3 separate regions of the Ovis aries genome follow, and all the other regions are linked to region 2. The links are chromatin contacts, called in public Hi-C maps. All regions are on one chromosome and are shown on one strand. Each heading gives the region's core, a stretch centred on a gene start, on an enhancer-like site or on the middle of the called end of the contact. The rest is flanking DNA. Distances are from core to core; before and after follow the strand shown.

Region 1 (4,104 bases), core at 1,595-4,094, 140 kb after region 2:
ATATAAATTTATTTTTATCTAACATCCAAATATAACCATTTAGCATCATTATAAATATTACCAGAAGGTCATTCAGTTCTGTGCAGTTGAAGTACTTGGAATTACCTGGGATAATTTTTTAAATGATTATATATATTGGAATTATATTTTAATACAGATTATTTTTAGAATATATGAAAAATGTATATATACACATATGTACCTATCTAGGGCTATTCCTGTAATTTATCATTGGATACCATCCTCCCCAGGGACAAATAAGCATTTATGAACAGTATCATCTAAATGCATCCTAATATATAACTGCAATCTAGTGGCAGACAAATGCAGCTCCTACTTCCAGTGTGAAACACCAAAATAATCAGTGATGAAACAGTCTAGGCAGACTCAGCAATGAGGCAAAATGGTGTAACATATCTGAGTCAGAAAGTATGACAGATGAATATTTTTGAATACTGGAAGGCTAGGCTTATCTCACAGAGAACAACCCCATAGCACTTGAACAAATCACTTTCCCTTGAAATCAAATAAAGAATGCAGTGTACTTGTTGAGTGAGAAACTGGGCCTATATTAAGAAGTAATCTTTTTATACCACATTTTTACTTATTATAATTGACCTTGGTGGGGTATTATCAGGGCTGTGGTTCACTTGAATTGGAATAACAATACATGGGTTCTACTGTCCTACAGTTTCCGTTCAGATGACTAAAGTCATGGGACTTTCAGCATAGCTGGCTGATGACAGTGCATAGTATTTTGTCCCCAAACCCAGTTCAAGCATGGGCATAATAATTAGATGGTAAGCCCTTTAAAGGCAGAGGGCCAGGAATTGTACAGTTCTTGGTATATTGTAGGACAGCAAAAAAGTTTTTTTGAACTAAAATTAAATGTGGAATATCTTAGAATTCATGCATTGCACAGGACTGCAGTATTCTGAGATCTTATTGTTCAATTCAGATTCTACTTAACTCAGTGAACACTGGCCATGCTTCCACCAAATGCAGAAATTGTGGTAGGTGCCAAGAATACCACGTTGATGAAGTCACACTCCCTGCTGTCAAGAAACTCACTCGATTTCCTAATTTGCTGTCAGTTTACAGTGATCATACTTCTTCCAAGGAACCTCTAAGAAATACCTAGTGAGTAGAACCTTGGAGTTCCACAGAACAGAGTTCAACAGTCTCCAAATGATGACTCAGGCCAGATTGCATAATTCAGGTTTTGTTTGCAAAACTGAAAATGCTTCAGCACCTACCTAAATTCCAATTTAAAGGAATTCTTTAAAAGACGCTACATGTTAGAATTTAAGGTATGGATATGAAACATACATTTCTGGGTAAATGACCCACAGACCAGCACCATTCCTTTAGTCAAAACTTGTCCCTTGCTGACAATGCAGTTAAGAGATGAAGTGCAAAATGGCAGCTCAAATAAATGAGCCAGAAAACCTGACCTATCACTTTTCTTTTCCTCTAAATTAAGATCAAGAAAGCTGAAGAATATTTTGTCTAGAATGATATGAACATACGGGTACAAAAACTCCCTTGTAACTTAGCAGAAAATTACTTCTGTGACCTTTGTCTGTACAGTGACCTTAAAAATGCAAGCATTGTTTTGAAAGCAAGCATATGGGAGTATTTTTTTTTCTTTTTTTACCACTTTTGGTGACTTCAGTAGGTTTAACACATATTTTTGCATTTATTGCATAAACTCATGATACAAAGAACTTTCAACCGATTCAAACTCTACATTCAATTTTGTTTTTCAAAAATGTAGAACTACTACTTTCTTTCCACCCACAGATTGCCATTATCTCAAAGGTGAAATTTTAGCCTATGACTAAAAGGACCTATAGCGGCAACTTCATGATTCAGCAACTAACATCAATAATTCACAGTGAGATCATAGGCCCCCTGTGGAAGGTAGTGACATACTTGCCTTATGAAAGGAAGCTGAGGGCATATCCAGAGCATTTTGAGTTTAGATGTGTGCCTTGTGTGGGTGTCAGACTTTTGTCTCTTAGCTGGTGCCCTGCAGAAGGATCCTCCTTTGGGAAAGGCTGAGAAAGGTGAATTGGGGTTGTGAGGCTAGGATAAAATGGTTATACATGTAGTAACCAGCTCCTCCTGAACTCAGTTTTCCACAGTTACCCTGGGCAGGTGGGAAGTCTTTCTGCTTTCTGCATAAAAGATTCCAACTTGGTTTCCTGCCACCACCAAACACAAATGTGTTGATTTTTCTTTTTTGAGCTTCCAACCCTTGCAAGTTTCCAAAAATAAATCAAACCAGCCATCAGGGCACCGAAATAATACTACTACTAATAAGCAGCTTTGCTTAGACTTACATAAACAACACTTCTGAGGTAAACTTTGCCCCAGAAGTCTGGATACACTCTTTTTATATAACCTGCGTACTAATAATTACTAGACTTGGGTGCATTAACCCTGAAAATAGATGTTAATAGCAGCCCCCCAAAACAAAAGACTTGAAACGACAATTAAAAAAAAAAAAGCGCACCAGCAAGAAAAACACTTGGCAGCCAGCTCCAGCCCAAGCTGAAGACACCCTCCTTTCCCCGCCCCCCTACGAAGATCTCCGCTCCTACCCGCCCCGCCTACCGGGTGAGAGTAGGCTCGGAACCCCGCCCGCCCGCGCCCCCTAGGCTCTTTTTCCTCCTGGCCCCTCCCTCTTCCGCTCCTCTCCGCCTGGTTCCTGGAGCTGAGGTCAAATTGTCTGAACAGGCTGATTTGCATAGCCCAATGGCTGCGCGTATGCAAATGAAGAGGATGGTGGTTGGCTGGGGGTTGGCAGGATAACTCCTGGGAGCGGGGCCTTTGTCCTTCAGTGGCTGTGGGGCAGCTGTGGAGTTAGTGTCGTGGTTAGCGGCGAGTGGGCTGCTGAGAGCCGACTAACGAGCAAGCGAGCGAGCGGGGCGGGAGGGGCGGACGGCGCGGTGGTGGCGGGCGCTGGAGGAGCCTGCAGGGGAGTGTGGAAAGCAGGCGCCCGCGCGCCGCCGGTGGCAGGAGCAGCTCGCACGCCGCTCTCTCTCTGTGGGCGACCTGCAGTTGCAATATGACTTTGGAGGAATTCTCGGCTGGAGAGCAAAAGACCGAAAGGTAAGTCGGCCAGAGCCTCTGCCAGAACTCTGCTTGCCTCCTGCGCGCACTCCGGTGCTGCTGGGCTATGCAAGGTTAATGGGGAGCGAGTGGTTCAAAGTTTGCAGCGGGTACCTCCTATCCCGCCTTTCTTCCTCTGGAACACTCCGGAGGCGCGCGTGGACGGGAAGAGCGTACCCCGCACGCCGGTCGAGCCCCTCGAGGCTTTGCAAACGGCAGACGTGACCGTCCCTGCCCGTGCAGCTCTTGCGGCCGACAGCCTGTGGCTGCACCCAGCGCCAAGGACTAGTAGAGCACTAGGGAAAGGGTGGCGGATGTCACTCTCGGGGCTGCTCACAGGATGCCGGGCCTCTGGGCGTAAGGGTTATGGGGGGAAGGGGATGATATCCCAGGGAGTCCTGGTTTGCAAAAGGTCGAGGGGCGCTATTGCGCGTGCCCTCGGTTGGGAGGGTCGCGGTGCAGGGCGAGGAGGCGGCGACTACCCGGAGGGGCTTAGTGTGACGGGATCCCCTTGCTTCTTCCCGCGTGTAGGATGGATAAGGTGGGGGATGCCCTCGAGGAAGTGCTCAGCAAAGCCCTGAGTCAGCGCACCATCACCGTCGGGGTGTACGAGGCGGCCAAGCTGCTCAACGTGTAAGTGGAGCCCTCGCGTGACCCTCTTGGTTCTCCTGTTCGCCCTAGCCAGAGAAGGTCGCTTTCACTGGTCTCCCCTCGCCCTGCAGCGCCACTTCCTGCCGCGTGCCATCTGTCCCGTGGCTACTTGTCCCAGGGGGAGTGAGCGGACCCGGGCGCGACCCCTGACACCTGGGCGGGGGGTGCAGGCTGCCACGCGGCGGGGCTTGCCTTTGGGCTCACCAGCCCGTTCGTTCCCTGCCCGCAGCGACCCGGATAACGTGGTGCTGTGCCTGCTGGCGGCGGACGAGGACGACGACAGGGACGTGGCTCTGCAGATCCACTTCACCCTGATCCAGGCATTCTGCTGCGAGA
Region 2 (3,742 bases), core at 604-3,103:
AATAAAAAAACACATTATACTGTATATACGCATATACATATAGTTTTGAAAGCATATGTGATAATTGATTTTGATATATATGACTTATGCAAGATAGATATTTTAAACTCATATCTGTATGATTAAGTGTAGACTGAGTAATGAAGTGATCAGCAAAGGTCATACAGCTTGTAAGTATTGGTGCTCAGGGCTCGAACCCAGGATTCTTGTCCAGTAATCTTTCTCACGCATATAATTTCATATGCATGAGAGTCATATAAAATATACCAAGTCAAAGCAGGATGAGTTCCTATATCCAATCTCTCTCTCTCTCTCTCTATATATATATATATGTATACACACATACACACATATATATAATTGTCATATTATGTGCCATATTATTCAAAAATTTAACTACACAACTGTGGAATGAGAAGATATGTGACCACACTGGAACTTGGGAAAGCAACTCAAGGTGTCAGGCAAATAGAACCATATTTCTTGTTAGAAGGCAAATTTTTATGTCCACCAAGACAAGCTCATTCTTTTGCTTCTGGACTTCATTAACAGAAGTATAATGTCCCAAAGGAGAGAAGTGATTATCTGATATACTTCTAAGAGCAAGAGTATTTCGTTCTGGGCAGCACACTTTGAAACCAAAGACAAAAGAGATGGTTTTTAGAAGAAAATGCCCTGAGGGGTGAGAGGGTTCAGGACCAACCCATGCCAGAGAAGATGGGAGATGCGTGGAGGGGCAGTCAGGCTGTGGGGGGAGATGCGCAGGCTGTCCCTGTGGAGGAGGCTGTGTGACTCTGTGGGCGGGACTCTTGCACGGGGCAATTGTGGTAGATCTGTGTGGCGTTGGCCTGTGTGGTGTCTTCTTCCTTTCTTCTTGTCACAGAACCCACGTCTTGTTCATGGAACCGTCCCTCCCCTTCTCTTGGCCCTCATGTGTTGGCGGATGACTCCATCCCTTCATCCAGGTGATTGTATGATTCTGGCCTAAGAGAATCAGCCTACCCCCTCTTCCCTGCCCACAGTGACTGATCCAAGAGTCAGCTTGTGACCCAGATCCGTTCAATGAGAAGTACATTTTGAACTTCTAGGGAGTTGCTGAGGAAAAGCTTCTCCCCCCACTGGATGTGAGGCTGCACAGATGTGTCTAAAAGTGAGGTCGCGACAAAGCCACACACAACCAAGAGAAGGGGTGACAGGAAGCCCTGGCTCACTCCTCCAGGGCCCCTGGGGCTAGCCGTGCCTGATGTCCTCTAGACCTGCCAGTTAGGAGGGCCAGCAGGCCACACTTTTGTTCCCTGGAAGGCGAACTCTGAGGCAGAGCTTAGGGTATAGGGTGTTCATTAAGGAGTGTCCTAGGGATGAATGTTTTGAGGAAGGGAGCAGAGGCGGGGACTCAAGTCAAATGCAGTTCTGACGACAGCTTCGGCCAAGCCCAGGGTGAGACCTAGGTGGCGATGACCCAGACATCTGTGCCCCGGAATCGATTAGTCATTGGCTGTGGGTTGTCCCAAGAAGACAGTTCCAGGGAAGCAGTCCCTGAAGGGGTTGCCAGTTAAAGCTTGCCTGCTGGCAGCTGTCCAGAAGCTGGTGCTAAAAGTCCTTTGTCTGGGTGGCACATCAGAGGCTTACTGCACGGAGGATTCCTTATTTATTTGTTAATTTATTTTTTGCTAATGACAGGTTCAGTTTTGCTTTTCTGTCACTGGCCATTAAAGAATATAATAGGAAACATTTTTCTAAAATTCAGAGCTGTCCATATATGTAAAGGGCTGACTTTGGGTGGGGAGTAGTTGGCTCCCTGTCACCAGAGGTGTTCAGACCACTTTGAAAGGGAAGCTTCATCTGCTGGAGGGAAATGTGAGCTGGATGACCTTCCAGGCTAAGATTACATGACTCCAGGTTCTCTGGAAAACAAGCTGAAAGAGATTCTGGTTATTTGTACTGCACGGACACGTGGACACCACGTGGACACCACATGGATATCCGGAGCACCTCATACCAAATCATAGCAAATCAGACTTCTCCTAGCTAATCTTGCTTGACTGCAGACTTAGAGGAATCTATTTGTGAAATATTGCTTGTTTTGCCAAAGAAAGGAAAGACACTTTCTTTCTTTGTCATAAGAAGGAATCCTAAAGGAGCATCTTTTTTAAAAATAATTTATATATTTTTTGGCTGTGCTGGGTCTTCATGGCTGCGCTGGGGCTTCATGGCTTGCAGGCTTTTCTCTGGTTGTGGCGAGTGGGGGCTACTTTTTGTCGCAGTGCGTGGGCCTCTCATTGCAGTGGCTTCTCTCGTTGCAGAGCGCAGACTCTAGGGCCCGTGCACTTCAGTGCTGGTGGCACGTGGGCTCAGTAGTTGTGGTGCCCAGGCTCTAGAGCATAGGCTCGACTGTTGTGGCACATGGCTTAGTGGCTCCGCAGCATGTGAGCATCTTCCTGGACCAGGGATCGAACCCCCGTCTTCTGCATTGGCAGATGGATTCTTTACCACTTGAGGCATCAGGGAAGCCCCTAAAGGACCATCTTAACTGACTCTACCACAGACAGAGATTTTCACTTGTCACACCCCAGAAGCCAGGTGCCATCCTGAATTAACATGATCTTGGAGCCACTCATCAAGTTTTCCTCCCTCTATTTCTGTCCGTTTCTGAGTTCATATTTGTCCTTGTCTCGAGCCTCTGGCCTCTTGAGTCACTGCATGGCTACCCAAGTCATCCTGCACCGGCTGCTTGCTAGGCTGCCTGTCCTTTACTGCCAAGCCCTCAGCCTCACACACCCCTCTGGGCCTCCCTGCTGCGAACACTGTTTAGGTCCTTAGGCTCCTGAGCTCCGGGCATCCAGCTCATGTCTAACTGGTGGAACATCCACTCCCTGATGTGGCTTCCTCTGCTCCGGCTCCTTCTCCAGCCCTGCAGTCTGAGCTTCAGCTGAGTGTCTGCAACTTTGGCAGAGAGAAGAGAATGCATCCTATATGTGGAATGAGGAAAGGGCTCTAGGCTAGGTGCCTGGAGAACCAGAGTTTGAGCCCCCATGGGCTGAGACACTCATGTGGATCACTCTGTGTCCTTGAGCTCTAAGTCCTGTAAAGCAGGTCTGACCCACCTCACAAAGCTATGGTGAGAATAACCATAATCCTGCCAACCAGGATTGTACTTTTACCACATGTTGGGCATTCAGTTTAGCACTTACTGTCCTTCTTAATTCTCCCAAAACAACACTTTGAGGATGGCACTTGTATCTCAGTTTTACACCTGAGAAAATGGAAGCTCAGGGAGGCTAAGCAATCTACCCAAGGTCACACAGCAAGGCTAAAATTTGAGCCCTAGTCTGTCAATTATAAAACTCTCGCCACTGACACACCTCCCTATAAGGTGTTCAGTTTAGTCACTCAGTCATGTCCGGCTCTTTGTGACCCCAATGAGGACCACAGAAATGCTTTATAGTAGTAAGAAATCTTTTCTGCACATCGGTATTTATTATTATTTCTAAATCACCCATGAATCTCTATGGGTCTCAAAGGCACAAGGACCCTCTATTAGGGATGGTGCTGACACGTTTGTGGGCAGATTGCAGAGAGAACCATCTGCAGGTAACAATCATTCACATCTCTAATTTCTTCAGCCTCAAGAAATACACAGTTAGAAAAAGAGAGGTTTGGGAGGCGGGGAAGACTTTTTGCTACTGAAATAGACTGGAACATTTGAACCCAGAGCTTGATCCCAAGATCAACTTTGAAATAA
Region 3 (4,216 bases), core at 714-3,213, 220 kb after region 2:
TCTGAAGGTGCTTTGCATGTGCAGGGTGCAGGGAGAAAAACAACTTCCAAACTGCGTGGCCAGGGTTAGGAGAGCCAATGGAGAGGGCATGATAGGGATGCCCAGACCAGATGTGCTGAGTCAGGAAGGTGCCCCAGAGGAGCATTAATGCACCTGGATGCAGCAGAGGAGCTAGTTAATCAAAGGGGCACAAAGAGAGAAGGAAGGGGGAGTAGCATGAAGGGTTTGTAGTTTATAAGAAGCCCATTCTGGCTACATTATTTGGTACGAAAGGTGAGGCTGGACTCAAGACCAGTTGGGAGGCTACTACAATAATTCACTGTGGAATAACAGGGGCGTCTCAGACTAGACACAGGCTGACGGTAAATGACATCAGGTTCCCTAAGATCTCGGGGTGCTGTGGTCTTTGCTCAAAGAATAATGGCTCTGAACACCAGGCCTCTCATCTTTTGAGTTCAGGATGGGGAATGGGTTTGAGCTGGAGGCAACAACATGGTATACCCATGTGGCTTAAAATTTCCATTCGGTTGTAAAACACTGTATAAGAATGAGATATGAAAATCTGATACTTTAAAAGAAGAAGGGGAGCCCTGTTGGACCTGGTGTGTATATGTGTATGTACTGATGTAAACGTGTGCACACATGCATGTGTGTGTGATGTCATGCCTCCTCATTCACACTGATCCCACAGTTTCGTGTGCACAACGATGGTTCTGGTCCCAACAAGGTGACCCAGCTCAAGCCTCTTTGACCCTCAGTTTTTTTTGAAGGTCCCACGAAAGGGCTGGACCTCAGAATCTCTAAAAATCAAACACCTGCCTTGAATTTCCAACTTCTGGCAGCAAAAGGGTTTGGTAAATTAAGAGTCGTGGATAATGAGCATAGGGATAATCTGATGATGACTTTGAGGGTGATGATCCTGTAGCTCAGAGCCTCTCAAGCAGCACCCCTGGGTTAAGGTTCAGGTGTGCCCCAGCCCCAGGTGGCCGAGCAGGGCCTGACTGTCCAGAGTCTGGAGCTGTGGGCATCTTTCTCCCTACCCTGATACGATGTTCCTACGTGAGAACAGGCAGGAAGTGCTGCCCCAGACAGGAGAGAGGAAAACACCCACAGGAGCCCAGCATCGCCTCTGGCCTCACTTCCACTTCCCCTGCCTCACGCGTGTCCGGTAGCTCTGTTAATGACACAGCAGACATCCACCCACTTCCAACTGCACCTTGGAAAGGTGAGCGAAGGACCAACATGGCCAGAAGGTGACAGGTGGTGGAGACAAGGGAGCAATGACAAATGGGAGCCTTTCTACCTGTGCTCTCAAACTTCCGCCTCTGCCTGCTTGGGGACCTTGCTCTGTGGACTGTCACCTCCCATTCAACAGTTCCAAACTCTCTGTCTCCTGTGACATGCATAATTTTTGTTACAATGGAAAAAAAAAAAAATCTGTTTTAAGGGAGAAATATTCAGAGACAGAAGCATTGCTTTCCTTGAAAAGATTGAACCTGAGGCCTACAGTTCACCTCCCACCGCTGCCCTCAGAGATGCCGAGAAGTTCTGAGAAGATGCAAGACGGCACAGTTCACGTACAGAGAAGCGGCAGCAGACGGAGGCTTCCAGAAACAAGTCTCCGTGCTCAGAGTCACAGGTCAGAGGAGGAGGTTTTAGTCTAACTTCTTTTGGGCTTCCTATTTCAGTGACACACACATAAAAAAACAAGCAGCCGAACCCTTGGGACTGAATTATTATACCCAGAGCATGACTGAAGAGACCCAGGTCCTTTCCTTTCTCAGACCTCACTGGCACCATGACAGTAAAAAAGACTGCCTGGTCTCAGCGGCCAGCTCAGCAACGGAGGCAGCAGGCCCCCTCTGCTGCTCACATCCCCCAGCACCAGCCAGGTGTCATGACAGGGCAGCAGGCCCGCTTGGGTGCCCTAAGCACACACTGACGGCTTGGTGTGCAGGGCTGGCTTGACACCCTGCAACCCTCTGGCCTTTTGAAGCTAATATGTGGCTGGACACCACTCAGCAGAACAAACAAGCCCAAGAAACGCTTGCCAGAAAAGTGTGAAGCAGATAAAGTTCTCTGAGATGCTCCCTGCGGAAGAGTTTCCTGGAAACATTTGTCACGATGACAGACTTTTCCTGACTGTTCCAATGGAAGAATATCCTATTACTGACAAAAAGTCAGGAGCAAAATTCAGCACATGGAGCGGCATATATACCCCATAATGGAGGCCAATGTGGTTTTTGGGTGGGAGTGTGAAGACCGGTATAGTTCTTCCTTAAGGAGTCTTCTCTGTGTTGGCTAATTATAGTCTGAGTGGAATAGTTCAACTCAGCAAACACTTATCAAGCTCTTACTGCATACAATGTACTGTGGGAGGCAGCATAGTGCAATGGTAAACAAACCAACAACTTTGGAATCCGTGGGTTGGGGTTTGTATTCTGACTTCCATTCACTCCCTATGTGACCTTGGCAAGGTTATATAACCTCTCTGTACCTGTTGCCTTCTCTGTAAAATGAAGGTAATAATAGCCTCTGACTTAGAGGAGGATTGTAAGTATGGTACTTAAAGCACTTAGAGTAACTTTTGATCTCTAGTAAGTAGGCAATATCTGTTTGCTATTATTATTATCGTCTTTGCACCTCAATTTCCTTATCAGTAAAATGGGCATGATAACCCAACCAGCCTCATAGGGTTGCTATAAGGATTAAATAGAATAATGAAATGTATGGTGTTTAGCACAATACTTTGCACATAGTAAGTTATGTAACAAATGCTAGTCACTGTTATTCCTAGGAGATTCTCCCCAAACTATTTTAAAAATAAGACACTCAGATCTGAATAAAAGTCCAGGAAACAAATTCTTTCTTTGAACAACTTGAGCAAAGGGCGTTTTGTCACTATCCCCCATCATCCCCTTCCCCTCTGAGTTCCACTTATGCACAAAACACTGTGCTTTGTGCTGAGTAAGCACCACAGGGACTCTCTCAGGAGTCCTGATGTCCCTCCAAATATTTTAGGCTTCCCTTTAACTTGATACTGACATGCCATCCACTTTTCCATTTAAGGGAATATTTTAAATTCTGGCTTTGTGAAACAGGGAGCAAGGCACAGACTTCTCCTGCAAAGGCTTCTCAAGCCCATCTACTTGGCTTGGCAGGGAACACAAAAGTGGTATCAAAACTAGACTCATCGCTACTAACCTTGCAGAGCACCTCCCCACCCTGGAGAAGTGCTGAGCATGTTATATGCATGACATCACTGAAACAAGGGCCCCAGGGAAGTTTCAGGATGTCTAGTTGGTAGGAGCAGAGCTAACCCACACTTGGCTCCTAAGTCCATGCACACAAACCCTGGGATCCCTGCCTCCTTCTCAAGGCAAGCCTCCCACCTCATCCAAGAGTATAAGGGTATCAGATCACTCCTACTGTTCTCTTGGTAGGGCAATCAATCCGATTTTTTTCCTTCCCCCTTTGTCTGCTATTTGGCCAACCCCGCCACCTAGTGGCCCTTCAAGCACACAACCACAGGTCTTTGTGAAAAGCCCGCAGACGACACCCATTCTCACAACAGGGGGTACCTGATGATCAAATCCAAGGTGCGCAGAGAAATGAAGCCCAGAAAAATGAAGCAGGTTGCCTCAAGTTAAAGGGAAAGGCGCCTGCACCCTAGAATCAGGACATGGTTCTGATTCAGACTGCCTAAATCCTATCTTCAGCAAGATGCTTCCTTCAATTATTCAACAAATGCAGGTTGGACACCTACTGTGTGCTCATCACTGTGCCAGATAGTGGGGACAGGACAATAAGCAAAGAGGACAAGTCTATCTTCATAGTCCAATGGGACAGGAAGATAATAAAACTGAGAACGTGACAACACTAGTTAATAGAAATGAAGGGTTTACTCTGCGATTACTACTCTTGCTTTAAAAATGAATGAAAAGACATGAAAGCTGTGGTTAATAAGCCTTTGCAAGGTTCATTATACCTTTCTAAGCTTATGAAAAGGAGCTTGTTGGACTAGATGCTAAAAAATTTCTAAGGCCTCTTTCCAGCTCTGTTTCTCTTTACTTCTAGGACCTTTGGGGTAAAGTTTAGATTAGAAGGCAGGTCACTTGACCAAGAATCCAGTGCTTTCTCTTCATGTACTGTGCTAACCAATGCTTATTAATAATAACTGGTAGGAATCAAACCGGAGAAGGTGATGGCACCCCAC

What was found. Hi-C and Micro-C count contacts between places; a contact is called where the count stands out from the background.
Region 1: a contact with region 2 is called in a Hi-C map of liver, with 3 times the contacts expected there. The contact joins the promoter of GADD45A here to the enhancer-like site in region 2. A contact is called at or near these places in 5 of 16 Hi-C or Micro-C datasets (liver, muscle, skin fibroblasts and 1 more).
Region 3: a Hi-C map of liver shows a contact between it and region 2, with 8 times the contacts expected there. The contact joins two enhancer-like sites. A contact is called at or near these places in 14 of 16 Hi-C or Micro-C datasets (blood, hypothalamus, liver and 6 more).

Annotation. Positions count from the first base shown.
Region 1 is chr1:43,322,007-43,326,110 of ARS-UI_Ramb_v3.0, forward strand. It overlaps GADD45A (growth arrest and DNA damage inducible alpha), which reads left to right and starts at 2,845. Exons shown (of 4, transcript XM_004002064.4): 1 at 2,845-3,117; 2 at 3,649-3,750; 3 at 3,998-4,104. The coding sequence starts at 3,074. All of the region lies in intron 3 of LOC132659276 (a long non-coding RNA gene), which reads right to left.
Region 2 is chr1:43,183,813-43,187,554 of ARS-UI_Ramb_v3.0, forward strand. All of the region lies in intron 3 of LOC132659276 (a long non-coding RNA gene), which reads right to left. Among named protein-coding and RNA genes, the nearest start is that of SERBP1, 110 kb to the left of the region's middle. Within about 2 kb of position 1,854, at least 3 of the 54 cell types and tissues checked have an H3K27ac peak or open chromatin away from gene starts, as enhancers often do. A contact at or near this core is called in liver, where this site is marked.
Region 3 is chr1:43,402,943-43,407,158 of ARS-UI_Ramb_v3.0, forward strand. All of the region lies in intron 2 of GNG12 (G protein subunit gamma 12), which reads right to left. Among named protein-coding and RNA genes, the nearest start is that of GNG12, 76 kb to the right of the region's middle. Within about 2 kb of position 1,964, at least 3 of the 54 cell types and tissues checked have an H3K27ac peak or open chromatin away from gene starts, as enhancers often do. A contact at or near this core is called in liver, where this site is marked.